Linked DNA regions of Rattus norvegicus: region 2 is linked to region 1. A link is a contact called in public Hi-C data. All regions are on one chromosome and are shown on one strand. The core of a region is the stretch at or near the end of the contact, and the rest is flanking DNA. Distances in the headings are between cores, read along the strand shown. Region 1 holds the start of Cdk14 (cyclin-dependent kinase 14). Region 2 overlaps Cdk14 (cyclin-dependent kinase 14).

The links. A called contact is a pair of places that touch in the nucleus more often than the background predicts.
Region 2: a contact with region 1 is called in a Hi-C map of psoas muscle, with 1.6 times the contacts expected there. The contact joins the enhancer-like site here to the promoter of Cdk14 in region 1. A contact is called at or near these places in 2 of 12 Hi-C or Micro-C datasets (the Rat2 cell line and psoas muscle).

What each region holds. Positions count from the first base shown.
Region 1 is chr4:29,619,910-29,622,806 of GRCr8, reverse strand. Cdk14 (cyclin-dependent kinase 14) reads right to left here and starts at 1,590. Exons shown (of 15, transcript NM_001395582.1): 1 at 997-1,590. The coding sequence starts at 1,087.
Region 2 is chr4:29,848,215-29,851,005 of GRCr8, reverse strand. All of the region lies in intron 5 of Cdk14 (cyclin-dependent kinase 14), which reads right to left. Among named protein-coding and RNA genes, the nearest start is that of Speer4cl3, 200 kb to the left of the region's middle. Within about 2 kb of position 1,540, at least 6 of the 93 cell types and tissues checked have an H3K27ac peak or open chromatin away from gene starts, as enhancers often do.

The DNA of each region.
Region 1 (2,897 bases), core at 341-2,840:
ATTAACATAACAGGTGAACCAAAGGCCAGAAGGTATGCTTGGACACTCTGATGGGTTGGTTTGGGGCTTATAAGAATCCCTTGCTTTGCGCAGTTACCCGTATCAAAGAAAGTTAGCGACAAAAGTTTAGATAGCAGGTATGCCTTCAGGTTAACAGGCGCTCTCTGCCACCAACACTCAAGATTTAACAAACCCCTTCCACATGACACAGCTGTCATCTTGCTGTAGCCTGTAATGTGGATTCATTCTTTAAGTATCCTAAACATTCCTCGATCCTTTTTTCTTATTGCTGTTTGTTTATTCTCTGTTAAATTGGTTGGTTGCTTTTTAAAGAAGACAATAGCCTCTGGACTGCACTAACAGTGCAAGTTCATGAGACTTATTCTAAATGCCCCCACAACTTCACAGCTCGCATTTCACCATAGCAGCTAGAAGGTTCAGAGACCTACAAACTGAACACCCAAACCTCCATTTATAGGACCAGAAGTACGGAACAAAAGGTCCCAAGGTATCTGTCCCACTTCCTTTAGGTTGAGTACGTTAAAAAACATCAGGCGCCTGTCAACGTTTCGACAATTCCCAAAGCTACATTATTGGCTAAACACCTAATACCAACGCTCTTTAAACAAAACAAAAACAAAAACAAAAAAAAGTAACCTGGGTGGCCACAGAGCCCCGATGGCGGTGGGGACCTGGTGTCCCCTCTCCAGTTCACTGTAGGCGCCAAAGATACTATTGGCGGGGAGGAGGAACTCAAATTGGAGGGTTGAGACAGTCCACGAATGAAGCTCAGACCGTGGGGGAGAGGGGTAGCCCTCCAGCTTATCCCTGCCCTGCCGGGAGTCCCCACCGAGGTCCTCCTCCATCCCTGTCCGCACCTCACCCGGAGGTGGCAGCTGCCTGGCTGGTGCCCTGAGCACGGAGAGGGCGCGGGGACCGAGGGAGCGAGCCCGGGGATCGCCCGCAGGACACCGGGGTACAGCGGACCACACTCACCGATGCGGCTGAAACTCTCGGACAAAGTTCTCCTCAACTTCTTCATCTTGCCGATCTTCTCGGCCGGCTGCGGTTCAATGAGGTCGCACATCTGGGCGACGCGGGGCCCGGGCAACTTCGCGAAACTGGTCCAGCGCAGCGCAGCGCAGACAACGGCGGGCGAGGGCGCGCGGCGCGGGGAAGGCGGCGCCTCGTCCTGCTCCTCCGCCTCCTCGCGGGCCGCGGGCGACGCGCAGCGCTCGCCTGCCTGCGGGGCTCGGGCCTGGGCCGAGGCTGGGCGCGCGGGGGCGTCTTACGTGGTGCCGGGGGCGGCCGCGATCCCCGCCGCCCGGGGGCCCCCGCGCTGCGCCGCTGCCCGCCGCATTTTCCCTCCTTTGTAAGCCAGAGCCGCGCGGCCGCGACCGGAGACGGGGGCGGCGCGGCCGAGGAGGCGCAGGCGGCTGCAGGCGAGGCGCGCGGGACAAGTTCCCCAGCCCGAGGGGCGGCGCTGCACGGAGACCCGCGACTGCCCTGGCCAGAGGCCTGGCGCCCGGGACCCAGGCGCGACCCCGCGCCGCGTTCCGACTCCGACTCCGAGGCCTCCGCCGCCCTCCCGGACCCACCGCGCCCGGGCGGCGCCCCCTCCCGGCCGCCCGCGCTCCGCCGGCCGCGGCCGCGCTCCTCCCGCGCGCTCCGGGACCGCAGCCCACGGGCAGACGGACAGACAGACGGCCGGCCGCCCTGGGCTCCCGGCCGACCCTGTCCACCCGGTGCGGTGCGATCCTTGTTGGCCCCGACCCGGAAAGGTTGGGGAGTGTCGGGCGCGGTGCACGAGTGCCTCGGGGACGCATTCGGGTTTAGTAGAGACTTTTTGGGGTGGGGTGGGGTGGGTGGTTTTAATTTACAGGGAAAGTGGGTGCTCCGAAGGCCAGAAGAGGCCTGATTTTCATTGGGGTACAATGCAAAAGCTGAAAATGGCCCCCTGGAACTTCCAGAAGGCAGGGTGTTTTGCCTCAGCCCTGACTCTGGATGACAGGAATGTCTCAGAGATTCCTCAGAGGGATACTCAGGTCATCAGTAAATTTACTACCTTTTGTCACCTCCTTGCCCTACTTCAGTGAATGAACTTGAAAAGGGACTTAAGGGTGGCTTTTTTTTTTAAAGTCCCGGGACAAACAGTTCCGGCAGAAAACACAGTCTTTTTTTTCCCCTAATAAATGAGGTACTCCAAACGTCAGTCTCCCAGGGGAGGGTGAAGGAAGATGGGGGAAGGCCTGTTGTACTGATTCTGGGCCAGCAAAGTCCTTATGAATAGAAATGTTAGTGATCTTGAGTCATCTGGCTGTGTAAGCAATAGGAGCTTTTGTGGGCGTGACAATGCTGTTTGGTTTAAAGGAAGTTTTGGGGAGTTTGTGTTTTGTCAAAAGATTTTTATCTTAAAACAAAAACTAGCCCCCTGCCTTCCTTAAATTGTGAGGTAGAACACGGATTTGTTCCGCCCTGTGCTGAGCACATTACAGGGTTTTGGTAGATTGCCACTGATAAAAGGCAGCTAGCTAGTCAAGCCAAGCCCCTAACAGAGGAGAGAGCCAAGAATTCATGAGCAAAGTCAAGATAGTTTAAACGCAGGGATGTTGGATCCTGACAGCCAAATCTCAATAATTACAGAAGGCATCAAAGTGTGACCTGATACAGGAAAAAAAAGTTTTAACATTTATCACGTGGTCAGATCAATTAGAAAATTAGCAGTTACAACTGAACACACACAGAGAGAGAGAGACAGAGAGACAGAGAGACAGAGAGAGACAGAGACAGAGAGACAGAGACAGAGAGCCAAACACTGATAGGTTCTTCCAGCTAACAAAGACGAAAAAAAAAATCGTCAAAGATAAAAATTTAGAGTGCTATACTTATGTGGTCAC
Region 2 (2,791 bases), core at 291-2,790, 230 kb before region 1:
CACCTGAACATGCTTGATGCACGTGTGCGCACGCGCGCGCGCGCGCACACACACACACACACACACACACACACACACACACACACCACAAACCACGTAACTGAGGTAATCCTTTTAAAAGAATTTTTATAATCATTGAATTAAATAGGCTTGCACAAGGACTTAAGCATTTAGTTCCCACTTCTCTAGCCAACTATTAATGTTAGTAAAATGTCTTCCTATGGCTGGTGAAATAACTCTACATATGGGGCCAAGCATGACAACCTGAATTCAATCGGCAGGATCCACATGGTGGAAAGAGAGAACTCACGCCTACAAGCTGCCCTCTATCTTCCACACATGTGCCATGACAGATGTGCACATGAACATATATGTGTGTTTGTGTGTGTGTGTGCAAATGTAGGCTTATTTTTTCAATGTCCTTCCAAGACTTCCCTATGCTCTCCCCTACACATCTCTATACATTCAATAGTCACTCATCTGCCATCCACAAGGACAGTGGGGTTTTCATGGGAGGCCGTGTTATTTGGCTTTTGGATCCTAACATATACCCTGAATATCTACCTCATTTCGATGATATAAAAGAAAGTAGGTATCTGTTATGGTTTGGATCAAGAATAACCCCTAGAGACTCCTGTACCAAAGGCTTAGTCTCAGTGGTTAGCATTATTGGGATAGCTGGAAGTACTGAAGACTTCAGGAGGTGAAGACTGCCAAAAGAGGACTCACTTGGCTGAGCCTTTAAGGCTGTATCTTGCTCCTTTGCTATTGCTGTAAGTCCTGTCTGCTTCCAGGCTTCCACAAAGTAAGAAGCTTTCCTCCTCCACACCTTACTACTGTGATGTTTCTGTTTCACAGCCCATACAGCAGCCAACCGTGGACCAAAGCCCTGAAACCATAAGCTAAAATAAACGTGTTGTCCATGATATTCTTTCCATTAATTTCGTGTGACAGTGACAAAGTCAGTAAATGAACTGAATGAAACCTTACGTTCATCTGAAAACATGGGGAAGAATGTACATAGCAATGGGCTGGAGATTTGACTCACGGGTTAAGAGTGTTAGCTGTTCTTTCAGAGAAGCTAAGTTTGGCTTCTAGATCACATACAGTGGCTCCTAATTATCTGTAACTCCAGTTCCAGAGATATGATGTCCTCTTATGACCCCCAAGGATACTAAGTATGCATGTGGCTCTGTTCACACAATTAGGCCAAAACATAAGAATAGAAAAAGGAATATCTATCCACTGAAGCAACAAAGCATCTTTGGGGTAAGCAGTAAGATAATTTATGACACAATCAGACAGTGAAACACTATTTTACTGAGCTACCAAGCAACAAAACAATATGCACGGCCTCTACCCACCTATTACTGTGTGGAGAAGCATTTATTAAATGGCTTGGCACTCTGGTTCTAACCATACCTTATGCTGGAAAAGAAAGCTATAGAGATGGCAGATAAGACGAGTGGCTGGAAGTGGTCGAATGAATGTGAGAGGTGGAATAAATAGGGCAGAGAAAATGTTAAAGATGGGAAAGTGTTCCGTGCAATACTAGAATGATGGGTATGTGACATCCTCTCCACACGGATGGAACCCTAATGGGGACTATGGCTTCAATTCATAGTGGCGTACCAATACTTCATCATCTGTAACAGAAGTACCACACCCGTACAAGATGTTGATAATTAGGGAAACCCCGTGGCAAAGGAGACCCTTTGGTCAAAAATAGTTTTAATTTCTAAAATGTATGTAACTGAATATAGAATTTTATTGAAAAATTAAAATTTAAAAAATGATGTGAAATTGAAAACTTTAAAAAGTAACTCTAAAAAATAAAATAATAATAATCTACCTTTGCTCTTGCTTCCCTACTACCACCATTTCTACAGAGACAGCCAAGGGCCAGAACACTGCGTTCTTTAAGGGTAACATAAAAACAGTCAGGTTTCATTGAAGAATTCCAAGTGAATAGATTAATAGCCTGCAAGGGTTTTCTGTTGTTGCTGCTGCTGCTAATTATAGCATTTAAGAGCTTTCCCCTAAGTTTTTGGAAGCTGAACTCAGACTCTCACATGTAATTCACTCCAACATCTGGGATTAATTGGCAGCCCTTACTCAATTTCTCTGGGAGGAATTCTTGACAGATAACTGTAATTGCAAAAGCAGTTTCTGAAATTTCTATCCAGATGACTAATCAAGTCTTTAGGAGTTTTGACTGCAAGAGGGGTAAACACTCTACATGGTCATTTTTGCATTCATATGTTGTTAAAAGAGTCCTTTCCAGAGCATGAGTAATAGCATCTGTAAACAATGACAGGCTCACGGTACAGATATTATGTCAATTGTAATTCATAAAGAGCCTATTAAAAATACTTGCCAGTTTCTTATATTCAGATTTATTCTACCAGAAAAATAAATATATAAATTTTATCTGTTACAATTTGCATATAAGACTATATTTTTGTAAAAAATTATTATCCCTAAAAAACGATGTTTATCTGAAACAATCACTTTCGCTACTTCACAATAATCCCAGTATTCAGGCCGATGCAGGAGGATCGTGAATCTGAGGACAGTCTAAATTACACAGCAAAATCCTGCCACCATATTAAAACAAAACAGTAAAAGATAAAATTAATCACTCTCGTTGTGATGGCTCATATGCACACACCTCCATTTTTCTGCCACAGCAAGTCAGGCAGGAGCAAAGGCCACAGTTGCTCCTGGCTCTGAAGGTATCCCCCACAGAGTATTTGAATTTGCTTTTGCCAGAGTGTTGTTAGTGATGCTC